Regions from separate parts of the Pelodiscus sinensis genome. Here region 1 is linked to region 2. A link is a contact called in public Hi-C data. All regions are on one chromosome and are shown on one strand. The core of a region is the stretch at or near the end of the contact, and the rest is flanking DNA. Distances in the headings are between cores, read along the strand shown. Region 1 holds the start of LOC102458375 (adhesion G protein-coupled receptor E1). Region 2 holds the start of LOC102463292.

What was found. A called contact is a pair of places that touch in the nucleus more often than the background predicts.
Region 1: a Hi-C map of blood shows a contact between it and region 2, with 12 times the contacts expected there. The contact joins the promoter of LOC102458375 here to the promoter of LOC102463292 in region 2. A contact is called at or near these places in 3 of 5 Hi-C or Micro-C datasets (blood and liver).

What each region holds. Positions count from the first base shown.
Region 1 is chr19:11,791,487-11,797,726 of ASM4963464v1, forward strand. LOC102458375 (adhesion G protein-coupled receptor E1) reads left to right here and starts at 4,200. Exons shown (of 19, transcript XR_012896649.1): 1 at 4,200-4,489.
Region 2 is chr19:11,550,353-11,556,665 of ASM4963464v1, forward strand. It overlaps LOC102463292, which reads right to left and starts at 1,577. Exons shown (of 45, transcript XM_075902263.1): 1 at 1,438-1,577; 2 at 552-620; 3 at 383-466.

The DNA of each region.
Region 1 (6,240 bases), core at 2,950-5,449, 240 kb after region 2:
TCTGGGTTACATTCAGAAGGGGAAACTGAGGCACGGCATGGTGCAGCAATTCGCCCCACATCGCCCAGCAGCAGAGCCAGACACAGAGGTCAAGTTGTGGACGTTCCAGGCTTGCACAGGGCCCACTAGCCCGACAAACGCACAACACAGGGAAATGCAGCCCATGCCCAGGAGCAGAGGGAAAAGGGAGCTGGAAGCAGACCCAGAATGCAGTGCAGCAGTTTGCTGATTTGATGGTGAATTAAACCCTTGCTCAGCATTTCCCCAGGTCTGGTGTTTGTGCAAAATTCTGAGAAGCCCAAAGGAACCGGAAGCGCTGGGCATGATGTTTCCTGCAGGGGTTCCAGGCAGCCTCTGTGGTCTCTGGGGCGGAACGCTGGACTTCCAGTGAAGGAAATCCAGGTTCTGCTTCTCTGCTGCTCAATGACCCTGGACAAGTCCCAGCAGCCCCCAGACCTCAGTTTTTCCCATCTGTAAAATGGGGTGAGCAATAGGGTTGCCAGATACTTTCACAAACAATCCCGAATATGGCAGGAAAAAAAATTGGCTGAGCAAAAAAAAACCCCAAAAACCCGGGGAGCTGCAACTTTAAATATCCCCTTTCTCCTCACTCCCCCCTGCCCTCTCCAGACACAGCAGGGGAAGAATGTCCCCACCGGCCTTCCATCCGAGAGAAACAGAAAATAACGGACATTTTACATATCCGGTATTTTCTGGGTTTTTTACTGGACAGAGGCCAGAAATAATGAACTGTCCGGGCGAAAACCAGACACCTGGCACCCTAGTGAGCAATGCTCATTGTCGTGTGAATGTGTTGCAAGTGCTAAATAGCACGGAGCTGTACAAACACCTAGGCTGTGCCTAAACTGGCCATTTTTTTCCCGGAAAATCAGCCGCTTTTCCAGAAAAACTTGCCAGCTGTCTGCACTGGCTGCTTGAATTTCCACAAAAGCACTGACTTCCTACTGTAAGAAATCAATGCTTTTTGCGGAAATACGATGCTGCTCCCGTTCGGGCAAAAGTCCCTTTTGCACAAAACTTTTGTGTAAAAGGGCCGGTGTAGACAGCTGAGATTTGTTTTCCACAAAAAAGCCCCAATCGCGAAAATGGCGATCGGGGCTTTTTTGCGCAAAAGCGCGTCTAGATTGGCCAGGGACGCTTTTCCACAAAAAGTGCTTTTGCTGAAAAGCATCCGTGCCAATCTAGACGCTCTGTTCCAAAAATGCTTTTAACGGAAAACTTTTCCCTTAAAAGCATTTTCGGAAAATCATGCCAGTGTAGACGTAGCCCTACTGAGACACGGCCTGAACCCAACAGGCTCCCAGACTGGCCCAGAATGAAAGGGGAGAAATAAAGATACAGCGAGGGGTGGGGACTGAGCCAAAGTCAGTGCTGACCAGAAGAGAATCCGGATCTGCAGCATCTAACCCTGTAGCCATTGGTCCTCCCAGCCTGTGAATCAAAGCAGTTGGCTATTTGAGAGGTGGGGCTGCCACTGGACGCTGCAGGGGCTGGCCAGGCACCCACCCCCCTCTCCTCCCAGTTGCACCTTTTGGGCTTTGCACAACAAAAGTACCACAATGCGTGACGCCCAGCTCCGCACCACCTGCTACTCTGGCTGCATCCGAAGTAGAGCGCAGTGAGCAGCAAGCGAGGACTCCCCGTGATTTAAAGGGATACTGCGCTGTGCCTGGATACTGCCAGCCAACCACCCCCACCCCAGAGCCCTCTGCCCTGGGTGGAACATCCTAAGCCGATGTCTCTGCTGACGCTTCGTTCTGAGTTTCCCCTCCTCGGCCTGAAACAAAATGCTTAAAAACGCCCCCTCCCCCACCATGCCAGAAAGGTCGCTCCTCTTCTTGCCTCTCTCAGAACTTCCTGCTCCCAGGCCACCCCCCTCAGAGGTTGGCATCGCTGTGCCAGGCACAGGGCAGCTCTGAGGTGGGCTGGCCCGGGGGCAGCAGGAATTAGTGCTCTCAAGCATGGAGCCCTCCTAGGGTGCATGTGGCACTTTCTATTTCAAAGCAAGTCAGGGCCCACTAGTCCCCATTTTACAGATGGGGAAACTGAGTCACAGAGTGGCACAGACCTGCCGAAGGTCACGCAGCAGTGCCAGGAATACAGCCCAAGTGTCTGCAGGCTGGAGGCCGTGGCTGAGCCCTGAGCCCATCCTGCCCCTTGTGCAAGCTGCTTCCGTTCCACGTCTCGGCCCGTGACCCAGGGGAAATGCTGCGCCTGTGACCAACTCAGCACATTTCTTAAGTGGGACGCTCCCTGTGTTGTCAACTTCCCCAGTCTCATGGGTGCGGGGAAGCTTCTTGCTCTAGCTCTGCTGACCTCTTGGTCCCCTCCTGGCCTGATCCTGGCTCCGCACACGGACTTTACAGAATTGGTTCCCCCTTCCCCAGCAGAGAAAAACCGGGGCCGGACCTGCCTTCCAGGACTGAACCCAATTGCAATGGCCATTTTCTTGGCTGTGCCTGCACCTCCAGGGACTGCTCCCCATCCTGTCACCTGCCTCACAGCTTCCTGCCTGCTCAGCCCCCGGTCTGGCTCTCCGGGGCCGGTAGCGCTCACATCTCACAGCTGTCGCCCTCCAGACTAGCCAGGCCATACGCAGCTGGGCACAGAATGCAGCGATCTGTGGAGTCTGCTCTTAGCAACGTGTCCTCAGAGAGAAGCCCAATGATGGTGGAAAACGTCCCGGCGGAACCACAGGCTTCTGAGCTACAACGCCATTCAGCCGCCCCTCCCCTGGAATCCACACCCTGCGTGTAGGGCTTTGCCGCACCAGGCCCTCCCCTGTCCATTGCTGTCCCCCCTTTCCCTTAGCTCTGGCTGCATCCACAGAGCCTTCTCTTTGCTCAGGCAAGACAACACCCCAGCCATGCTGTTATATTGGTGCCTCGCAGCCAAAGACATCAGAACACTGTTCTCAGTTAGTATTGCCCCATTTCACAGCAGGGGAAACTGAGGCACAGAGTAGTGGCGACTTGCCCCACGCAGCAAGCTAGTGGCTGAGATGAGACTAACAAGTAAACCACTTGAGTCCCAATCTCATCGTGGGATCTCTCGATCATGCTCTCGGCGTTAGGAACACACCCCAAGAGACCCACTCGGATAACTAGAGTATATTCCCACAGCGGGGCTTCTGGGTTCCTTTCCCTGAGTCCCAACCATGTGCTCTCCCCACTAGGTACTACTCCCCTCCTAAAACTGGGAAGAGATGCCAGGCAGGGCTAGAGGGAGGTGTGTGCAGTCAGTTCCCCCCGCACATGGCCCTGGACTTTATTATTGGTCCCTCCTGCCCAGGTGGTGTGTTCTACCTGAGGCATCTCCCGACGCTGCAGGCTGTGCATGGTGGATGCAGCCACCTCGCCCAGTGGAGGCACCAGCCTGCAGGAGAAGAGGAGGAGGCTACTGCTGGTGCCAGTATCTGAGGGTATCCTAGGTGGCCTGTCCCCTGCCCTCCTGGGGAAGCAGCCAGCGGAACCAGAGCCCCGGGCCACAGCGCCCTATTCACACACCGTACACAAATTATCACACCACCCTGTCCCCAGCCTCCCTCCCTGCCTTGGACTAGAATCCAAGGAAGAACTGAATGGGACAGCTCCCTCGGAACGGAAGCGTTTGGACTCTGCTGCACTTTTGTCTTGGGCCAGGGAAGAAGGAAGTTCCGACAAGGTCTCGTTTTTAACGTGCTCGGAGCCAGACGGTGCGAGTTTTCTTTTCCAAATGGACTCGCCTTCTGACGTTTGCGTTGATGTGACAGGCTGCGGTGTCATGCCAGGTCACATTTTCAAAGGCTCAAGGGAGATGAAAAGCCCATACTGAAAGGCAACATTTCGCTCAACCCCAAAACCATTTTTTTTTCCCCTCTGACTTTTTTTTTCCACAGAGAATTTTGGAAGTTTAATTCCTCAGTGGAATGAAAACAAATGTTGAAGTCATGAAGTCCTCCATCAAATGGAAGTTTCTTTCTTGAGACTGAATATTGATGCCTGTTATCTAACCACTGAGTGGTGCTGCCTTAGGAAGAGAACCCAGGTGTTCCAATTCTCCTTTCCTGCTCTACCTATTAGATCACTCTCTCCTACCCCCCCAGCTAGGAAGAGACCCAGGCATCCTGTTTCCTAGACCCATGCAAAGGCCAACCCCCTACCCACCTTCCCCACCCCACTTTCAGTTCCTAAATAGACAAGACTGCAACTTCCCCTGTGTTTCTTGTTAATAGTAGGGCTGCTATTTGGGGACACTGTTAATAAACATGTGATAGATGCCCAGAGATCACCCTGGGCAGAAGGAACAGGTCTGTTGCAAGAGGAACAGCGCTGAGCTGAAACACCGTGATAAAGAAGTGGCAGAAAAAACTGCCACTCAGCAAACTTCCTCTGCTAGAGGAGAACAGGATAAAATCAGTGCAGTTTCCTTGCCTGGCAGGAGAAGGCAGCAGCCACAATGAGGGTGCAGTTTATCACCCCCCTCGTAGGTAAGTGTGCAAGGAATTGGGTTATTTTCCTCCAATGGGGGCTTGAGAAAAACGCACCTTAACTTGAGGCCTGCGAGGGCAGGGACTGCCGTTTTGTGCGACCGTTCAGTGGGACCCACCTATGCTAAGGCAGGCAAGAGCCAGCCTGGATAGGGTTGCCAGATGGTTTAACCAAAAATACCGAACCGCCCCTCTTCCCCCCTCCCCCAAAAAAAAACAAGGGAAAAAAATTCTGTTGAGGAAAAAAAGGGGGGAGACCAAACTTGTTGAGGAAAAAAAGCCACCCCTGAGAGGACCCTGACAGTTAGTAAGCTACAAAATAAATTAAAAAACCAGCATGACCCCTTTAAGGCCCTTTGAGGCTTTTTTTTGGCCAGTGGCCATCTTGTTTTGGTGCCCCCAGCCAGAAGACAGCTCCCCGGTGGGACCACGTAAGCGGGAAGCCCTGGTCGGGGGGAGACCCGGGGGCTGAGCCTGGTTGCTGAGTGTAGTAGGGTTGCCAGGTGCCTGGTATTGTCGCCTCTAGGCAGGGGAAAATGATCAGAAAATACTGGACATTTTAGGCATCTAATATTTTCTGAATTTTTTTTACCAGAGAGGAGGTAAAAATACTGGACTGTCCGGGTCAATACCGGACACCTGGCAACCCTATGCCTGGATGCTAGCAGCATGGAGGCAGCGGGTGCACTGGGTGTATTATTGTGACTGTGGGCATCTGGTAGGCATGGAAAAGTCGAGCTGGGCTGGCGGGACAACAAGAAATGGGGAAACTCAGAGGAATGGACGTTCAGCGTTGGCCCCCTGCGGAAACCCTGAGGGCAGGTTGGGCTGGCTGGCCCCCGTACCAAAAGGAGGGGGAAGGTCCATGAGAAATCAGGACCTTGTGACTGACTGTCCCCAGGAGCGATGGGGAGAGGACAGCGCTCCCCGTCAGCCTGTGTGGCAGGCCAGGTAGGCTAATGAGGGGTCTTGTGCTCTGGGTGAGCTGGATTTGCCTGGCTCAGGCAGAGTGGGGCTGAGCTCAGGAGGGAGCTGAGTGGAGCCAGCCAGAGAGAGCCAGACAGTGCCTAGAGCAGGTCCCTGCTGGGAGCAGGGCTGCAGCCACGGAGCCAGAGGGCCCAGAGAAGCAGCCGGAGGCAGCCCAGCAGAGAGCTGAGCTGGGACTGGAGCAGCCTGGAACTGGGGCTGGTGAGGGGGGCTCTGGGCACCGGGCCCAGCCCAGGGAGATGCCCTCAGCTAGGTGGCCTCACAGGCAGCTGTGGGGCTGCCGCTGGGGAGAAGGGCCCTGCCCCCTTGAGCCTGAAGGCCAGAGCGAGTGTCCCACCTGCAGCAGCCCGGCGGCACAGCCAGGGCCTGGCAGGAGTCCTGGGACATGTGAGGAGCAGCCTGTGAACTGCCCTGACCCTCCAGGGCTGGGTGTGACGTCCCCTGCCACAGAGCAGGGTGGCCTGTTTTCCTCTCGCCTTCCCGGTTTTTATGTTTAAAAATTGCTGGGTGTGTTTGCTGTGAGCTATCAGTGATGAGCAGGGGAGGGGGGGGCAGGGAAGCCTCCGGTACAGGGAGAGGACCCCAGAATGGGGACACCCAGCCCCTGCGCTAAGTGACCTCAACGTTGGGGGTCGAGCCCCCCAGGAGTCCTGGGCCCCGCCTAGTTGTGGTTGAGGGGCTCTGCCACACAGGGGAGTGGAAGAGGAGCCCTCCAGCTCTGGGTAAAGGAAGTGGGAGCGGGGCCTCAGAGCCTTTCTCTAGCC
Region 2 (6,313 bases), core at 327-2,826:
GGAATGGTAGCTCAGTTACCACATTCTCCGCTCTGGACCAGGCTTTACAACTGGACTGCATCTCCCATGATGCACCACAGCTTTGGAAGGATGGGCCTATAGTATTCCTGTCCCCTGGAGTACAGCAGCCCTAGCAGAATTTACAGGGAGATTCTTCATTGAGACAGAGCAAACCCTTGTCTCCTTGAAGGCTGCAGTGCCTGGTATCACCAGTAGGGGTCACCATCACACCTGGCTTAGTCAGGAGTGCTGAGTAAGAGTAAGGAAATTCCTTCCTGACCCCTCTGCTATGGGTATAAAACAATTATTCCGGAATAGCTAGCTCAGAAAACTTCTATGTGTAGACACTACCTATTTAAAATAAATATTCCAGAATAGGTACCTTGGTCCATTTCCATGTCTCCACAAGCCCTCGAGTCGTTGAGATGTTTCCAAATCAATTGCGGTTTTTTTCAGAATTTCCACTCTGTGGAAAATTTCAGCCTCACTTAGAATCCTTCACGATCATCCCAAAAGCTTTCAGGGCTCGGGAGACACTGAGCCAGCCCCACCTGCATGGCATCCAGCGCCAGCCGCAAGTTCTCCTTCTCTGTTGGCTCCAGGTTGTGTTTTACCAGCTCCTAAAGAGGAAATAAGCAAGGATGGATTTTACCAAGTCAAAGGAATTTCTGGTTCCTCCAGCAAGTGGTGCCAGCGTTCCTCAACTCCCCAAAGTGAAGCTTCGTGGGACAGAACTAGGACCCTAAAATATTGGGGTCTGTACATGATTAGGTATATTACGGTAGTACCTTGGAGCCTCAGACGGGTGAAGATATGCTGGGAACAGTACATTACTTTAGGTGCCGTGTCTTGGAACCCTATACAGGGGCCATGGCAAGGCAAAGGGACCACAAAGATGGCCCTGCCCCAAACAGACTGAAGCTGACCTCAGGCATTGATGGAACAGCTGACCGGACTCAGCGAGTACTGACAAGCCAAGCGCCCTGTAGGGTTTCTTTCCCCGAAGGTGGTCATAGTTCTGCCTACTTTATGGAGGGAAACTGAGGCACGGGGCAGGGAAAGGACTTGCCCACGGTCACACAGCAGGCCAATGGCACAGCCAGGAATGGGACCCAGGTGTCCTGACCCCCAGACCCCACTTCCCTCCCTGAGCTAGAAATAGATCCCAGGAGTCCTGACCCCCAGCCCTCTGCACAGCCCCCTGGATCAGGGCCCTTTGCCCCCCCCCCATCTCCCAGCCGCGAGCAGATGGCATTTCAGCACCCGTGGCAGGGGCACCAGCAGTGGGAAGCGCCCATCGCTGGGATCACCCCTGCGCTATAGGAAGGGAGGGGCAGGGGGAGATGCCCCCCGCGCAGGGCCCTCAGAGGGGCCCCCAAACACCAGCCCCAGCCCTACGCGGTGGGACCCTGCCTGAGCGAGGACTGTGAAACTCACCCACCCTGGGACCCAAGCCCCCGGCCCCCGGGACCCACGACGCCCCCCAGCACCGCCGGCCAAGCCCTCAGGCACGGCGGGGGGCGGGAGACTCGGCGCGCTCCCCCGCCGCTGATTGGCTGGGGGGCCGAGAGCGCGCGCGCGCGAACCTTCCCGCTCCCCCGCCAGGGGCGCGCGGCGCCTGAGGGAACCGCCAACCGTTCCAAACGGCTGGCGGTTTCCTCCAGGCGCCGCGCGCCCCTGGAAGGCGGGGAGGAGGGGGGAGGGACTTTGTGCCCAATCAGCGAGCGAAGTTTCCTCCTCCCTCCCTCCCCCCCCCCCCCCGAGAGGCCCCGCCCCTTTCCCCGCAGAGCTGCTCCCTGTAGCAATGAGCTACTGATAGGGAGGCGTGTAACCAGCTGCTAGTGTCAGACCTTGCTACCAAAGGCAGCGCAGCCCTGCGGGCAGTAGCGACATGCCTATGAAGTGCAAGGAATGGCTATTGTAAAACACTCCCCATCTAGCAAATTCCTGTAGACCCAGTCATTGGCATCATGTCTCAGTCCTCTCACAGGGCTCCAGCACAGAGTAGAGCACAGGAAACAGCTTCTTGTGTCTTGCTTCCAGCACTGACTTTTGCTTTTTTGGTGGAGTTTTACACTGTCCACTGGTCTTTAGCTTGTGGTCCAAAGCACTTGCAAACTCCTCCCCATAGATTATGATTCACAACCTTTATAGGTATCAGAGGGGTCGCTGTGTTAGTCTGAATCTGCAAAAGCAGCAAGGAGTCCTGTGGCACCTTATAGACTAAGGCTGTGTCTAGACTGCATCCCTTTTCTGTAAAATGGATGCAAATTAGACACATCGCAATTGCAAATGAAGTGGGGATTTAAATCCCCCCACTTCGTTTGCATAAACATGGCTGCCACTTTTTTCCGGCTCGGGGCTTCGCCGGAAAAAAGCACCAGTCTAGACTGGGATCTTTCGGAAAATAAAGCCTTTTCTGAAACATCCCTTATTCCTTTTTTTTAAAATGGAGATGTTTGAGGCTGCTCAAACATCTCCAGAGTGGAGAGAGTCTTTAGCTTTCTTCGGTGCCGGGGACTGGGACCGGTGCCCTGGCGCTGACTTCCTCGGTGCCGTGGTGTGGGATAGGGCGGAATGGGTGTCCTGCACGGATGCCGGTGCACTACACACTGAAGCTTCCCCTTGAAGTGCCGATTCCATCAGGAGCAGCTTTAGGTGTGAATCATGCTCTCTTTTGGTGCGAGGCTAAAAACCCCGGCAGATTTTGCAGGAGTCCTGTGAGATGAGACTCCCCCATGCACTGGAGGCATTCGCGGTAGGGGTCTCCTATAGGCATAGGCTTAGTGGAAGCCGCACAGAATTTGAAGCCCTGCCGGCCTCGCATCACTGTTGTTCCCCTCCCCCACCCCCTTCCCCGCATGGGAGGGGGGGAGTGTAAAATTGTATCTATGAAGTACTTAACAACCACTTAACAACTATAACTACTTAACAACAGGTGTCAAGTATCAGAGGGGTAGCCCTGTTAGTCTGAATCTGCAAAAGCCAGGAGGAGTCCTGTGGCACCTTATAGACTAACTGAAGTGTAGGAGCATAAGCTTTCGTGGGCAAAGACGAAGTGGGTCTTTGCCCACGAAAGCTTATGCTCCTACACTTCAGTTAGTCTATAAGGGTATGTCTACACTACAGCGCTAATTCGAACTAACTTAGTTCGAATTAGTTAATTCGAACTAAGCTAATTCGAACTAATGCGACTAGAACTAAAAACTAGTTCGAATTAGTGTTTTGCTAATTCGAACTAGCATGTCCACATTAAGTGGACCCTGAACCGGGCTTAAGGATGGCCGGAAGCAGTGCCGGCAGGGCATCAGAGGAGGACTTAGAGCGTAGAGATGCTGTCTCAGGCTAGCCGAGGGCTGCGCTTAAAGGGACCTGACCCCCACCCCGGACAGACAGTTCTCAGGGGTGCCCCGCTTGAAAACCAGTCCTGGCTTGGAGTGCCCGGAGTGCCCACACTGGGCACATCACAGCACTCGGCCATCAGCCCGGCTGCACTTGCCGCAGGCTGCCATCTGGGGAGAGGGGGCAATTGGGGGGCTGCAGGAGAGCTTCCACCACCAGAAGCCCGCAGAGCCAGCCCAGTCCTCCCCATCGGGGGCTCGTACCCCATTCCTCCCTCACCTCCTTCCACTTGCCCTTCCCTAGCCCCTTTTCTTGATGTACAAAATAAAGGACAATTGTGTTCAAAAATGGAATCTGTCTTTATTGAACAAAACTGGGGGAGACTGGGAAAAGGAGGTGGGAGAGGGGAAGAGAGAGGCTGGGAGAGGGGAGGGCAACTACAATGATCAGGGGTTGGGAACAGGTCCCATATGAAGAAAGGCTAAAGAGACTGGGACTTTTCAGCTTAGAAAAGAGGAGACGGAGGGGGGACAGGATAGAGGCCTCTAAAAGCAGGAGTTGGGTGGAGAGGGTGCATACAGAAAAGTTCTGGCACGGGCACTGTAGCCAGCCCGTGCCCCTTTAAGGGGTCCGGGGCCAGGAGGGGGGCAATAGAGTTTCCCTGGTGTTGGCCAGAGTGGCCACCAGGGAAAGCTGGGGAGGGCTAGCCTCCCACTAGTTTGAATTAAGGGGCTACACACCCCTTAATTCGAACTAGTAAGTTTGAACTAGGCTTAGTTCTCGTAGAATGAGGTTTACCTAGTTCGAACTAAGCGCTCCGCTAGTTCGAATTAAGTTCGAACTAGTGGAGCGCTAGTGTAGCGCCTATGAAAGTTAGTTCGAACTAACGTCCGTTAGTTCGAACTAACTCTGTAGTGTAGACATACCCTAAGGTGCCACAGGACTCCTCGCCGCTTTAACAACAGGAACAGCCAACAGGCAACGAAAAACTAGCTGGGATCTGCAGGAGACAGCAAGCTTCAATGACCCCCACAGGCAGTAAGACGGAACTGAGGAAGGGGAGGGCCAGCAGGGGTACTTATGCTCCGCTATAGCGGCGCTACTCCAGGGGGCAACCTGCCAGCCCAACGGGTACCGCTGGGGAAAAAAGGCTCCGGGAACCAGGCACACGGCATGCACGCACCTTATTCGAATGGACATGAGCAACACATCTCGAAGAAGAAGCAATATTGCCCCTCTCCAGGGGCTTAAGACAAAAAGGGGAAGGGGTGGCAAGAGACTGAATTTGAGGAACCAGGAATTCATAAATCCACAAATCCTGCAATGTGACTCTCATTCCCTTCAAGTGGCCTTCACAACAGCGTCCTGCCTTAGCGGTGGTGAGTGGCTGATAGATTTTTGCCACTTTTTTAGCCACTTCTTTCTTCTCCACTCACATCCTGTGGGCACGGTTTGAGGGCTCAAAGGAATCTGGCAAGCCTGTGCCACAGTGTCTCTACCACTTCTCCCAGCTCTGATCATTTAAATTGGGGAGGAGGAGCTTTTTTGGGGGGTCGCTGACCCTCAGAAAAATCAATCATAGGCCACATACAAGTGAGAAGCAATAAAAACCTGAAAAAACAAAAAACTCCTCACTATCCCAAAAACCCCTCTCATAGATGTGGCCTCCTATTGAGAAACCGGGGAGGGGGAAAGACATTCATCTCCCTACCTTCCAGGTCCACCTCAGAGCGGAGGAGTTCTCAGAAGAGAAGGAACCCGACATTTCTTCTGAACTTTGCTGCAGTAAGGTCCCTCCCTGCTCTGCTATGGAATGACCCTCACGTCCGGTTCTGTGTGAAGGCGCGGTCATGGGGCCCAGCCAGGCAGGGCTCTCGCAGCCTGTGTTCGCAGCATTAGCCCTCAGGTGACCTGAGGTAAATGCATCACAGCTGACTTTGTGCTCTGCTGCTACGGGATGGCTGTGATGACCAAGAACCCCAGTGGGGAGAAAAAGGGGCAGGCTGAGAGAGAAAAGAGTCCACCTACTATGATAAACCCCCTTCCGTTCAGCTCTGCGAGGGTTAACACGGCATGCAGCATCAATCTTTCATTGGTGCAGCTTTTGCTGCCTTATCTCCCTGCCAGAGCTCAGCTTCCCTCCTGGGTTTCTTGCCACATCCCCTTCTTATCACCCTGGGGCTGGATGGTGACATCTTGTGAAAGAAAGAAACACCCATTTGAAGCCACAAGTCCGGGTGCTAAGAGGCCAATGCATGAGAACCAAGAAACACCCATAAGGGGTGGGGGGCTGAGGGTTTGTCTACACTGCAACCAGGAAGTGTGATGGCAGCAATCCTAGACATACTTGAGCCGGTGCTGGAATGGTACCAGATTGCGCTGGCTCATTCTTCTAGCATCTTGGGGGAGCCGGAATGACACCTGGAGATGCTTTCATTGCAATTCGCCCACTACATGCCCTCCTGGTCCGAGTCAGCTTTATCTAGCAAGATCTCTGCTAGCTAGAGTCACAGCTGTGATGTCCTGTCAGCTTGGGCGGATGCTGCTCAGAAAGACACCCTGGCTCCTGGGCAAGCAGCAGAGAGCCACCTGCTCCTCCAGCGAGCTGTTGTGGGTCTGCAATCCCATGTTCCCAGCTGCACCATATCCGGTTTCTATACAACCCCTGTGAATGGGCTGGTGACAGGCTCTGAGTCCCCACACCACTTCCTTTACCCAGAGGCCTCCCTGATCTCAAGCGCTCCCCTTGCAATCGACAGAGCCCTCGGAACCCCAACAAGGCTGGGCCTAGGATTCATAACAGCAACTGATTTTTAAAAATAATAAGGAAAACCAGGGAAGTGAAAGGAAAACAGGTCGCCCTGCTCTGTGGCGGGAGACGTCACACCTCATGTCTCTGGAGTGTCAAGGCAGTTCAAAGGCCATTCCTCAATGTCCCAGGCCTCCTACCCAGGCCCTGGCTGTGTCACAG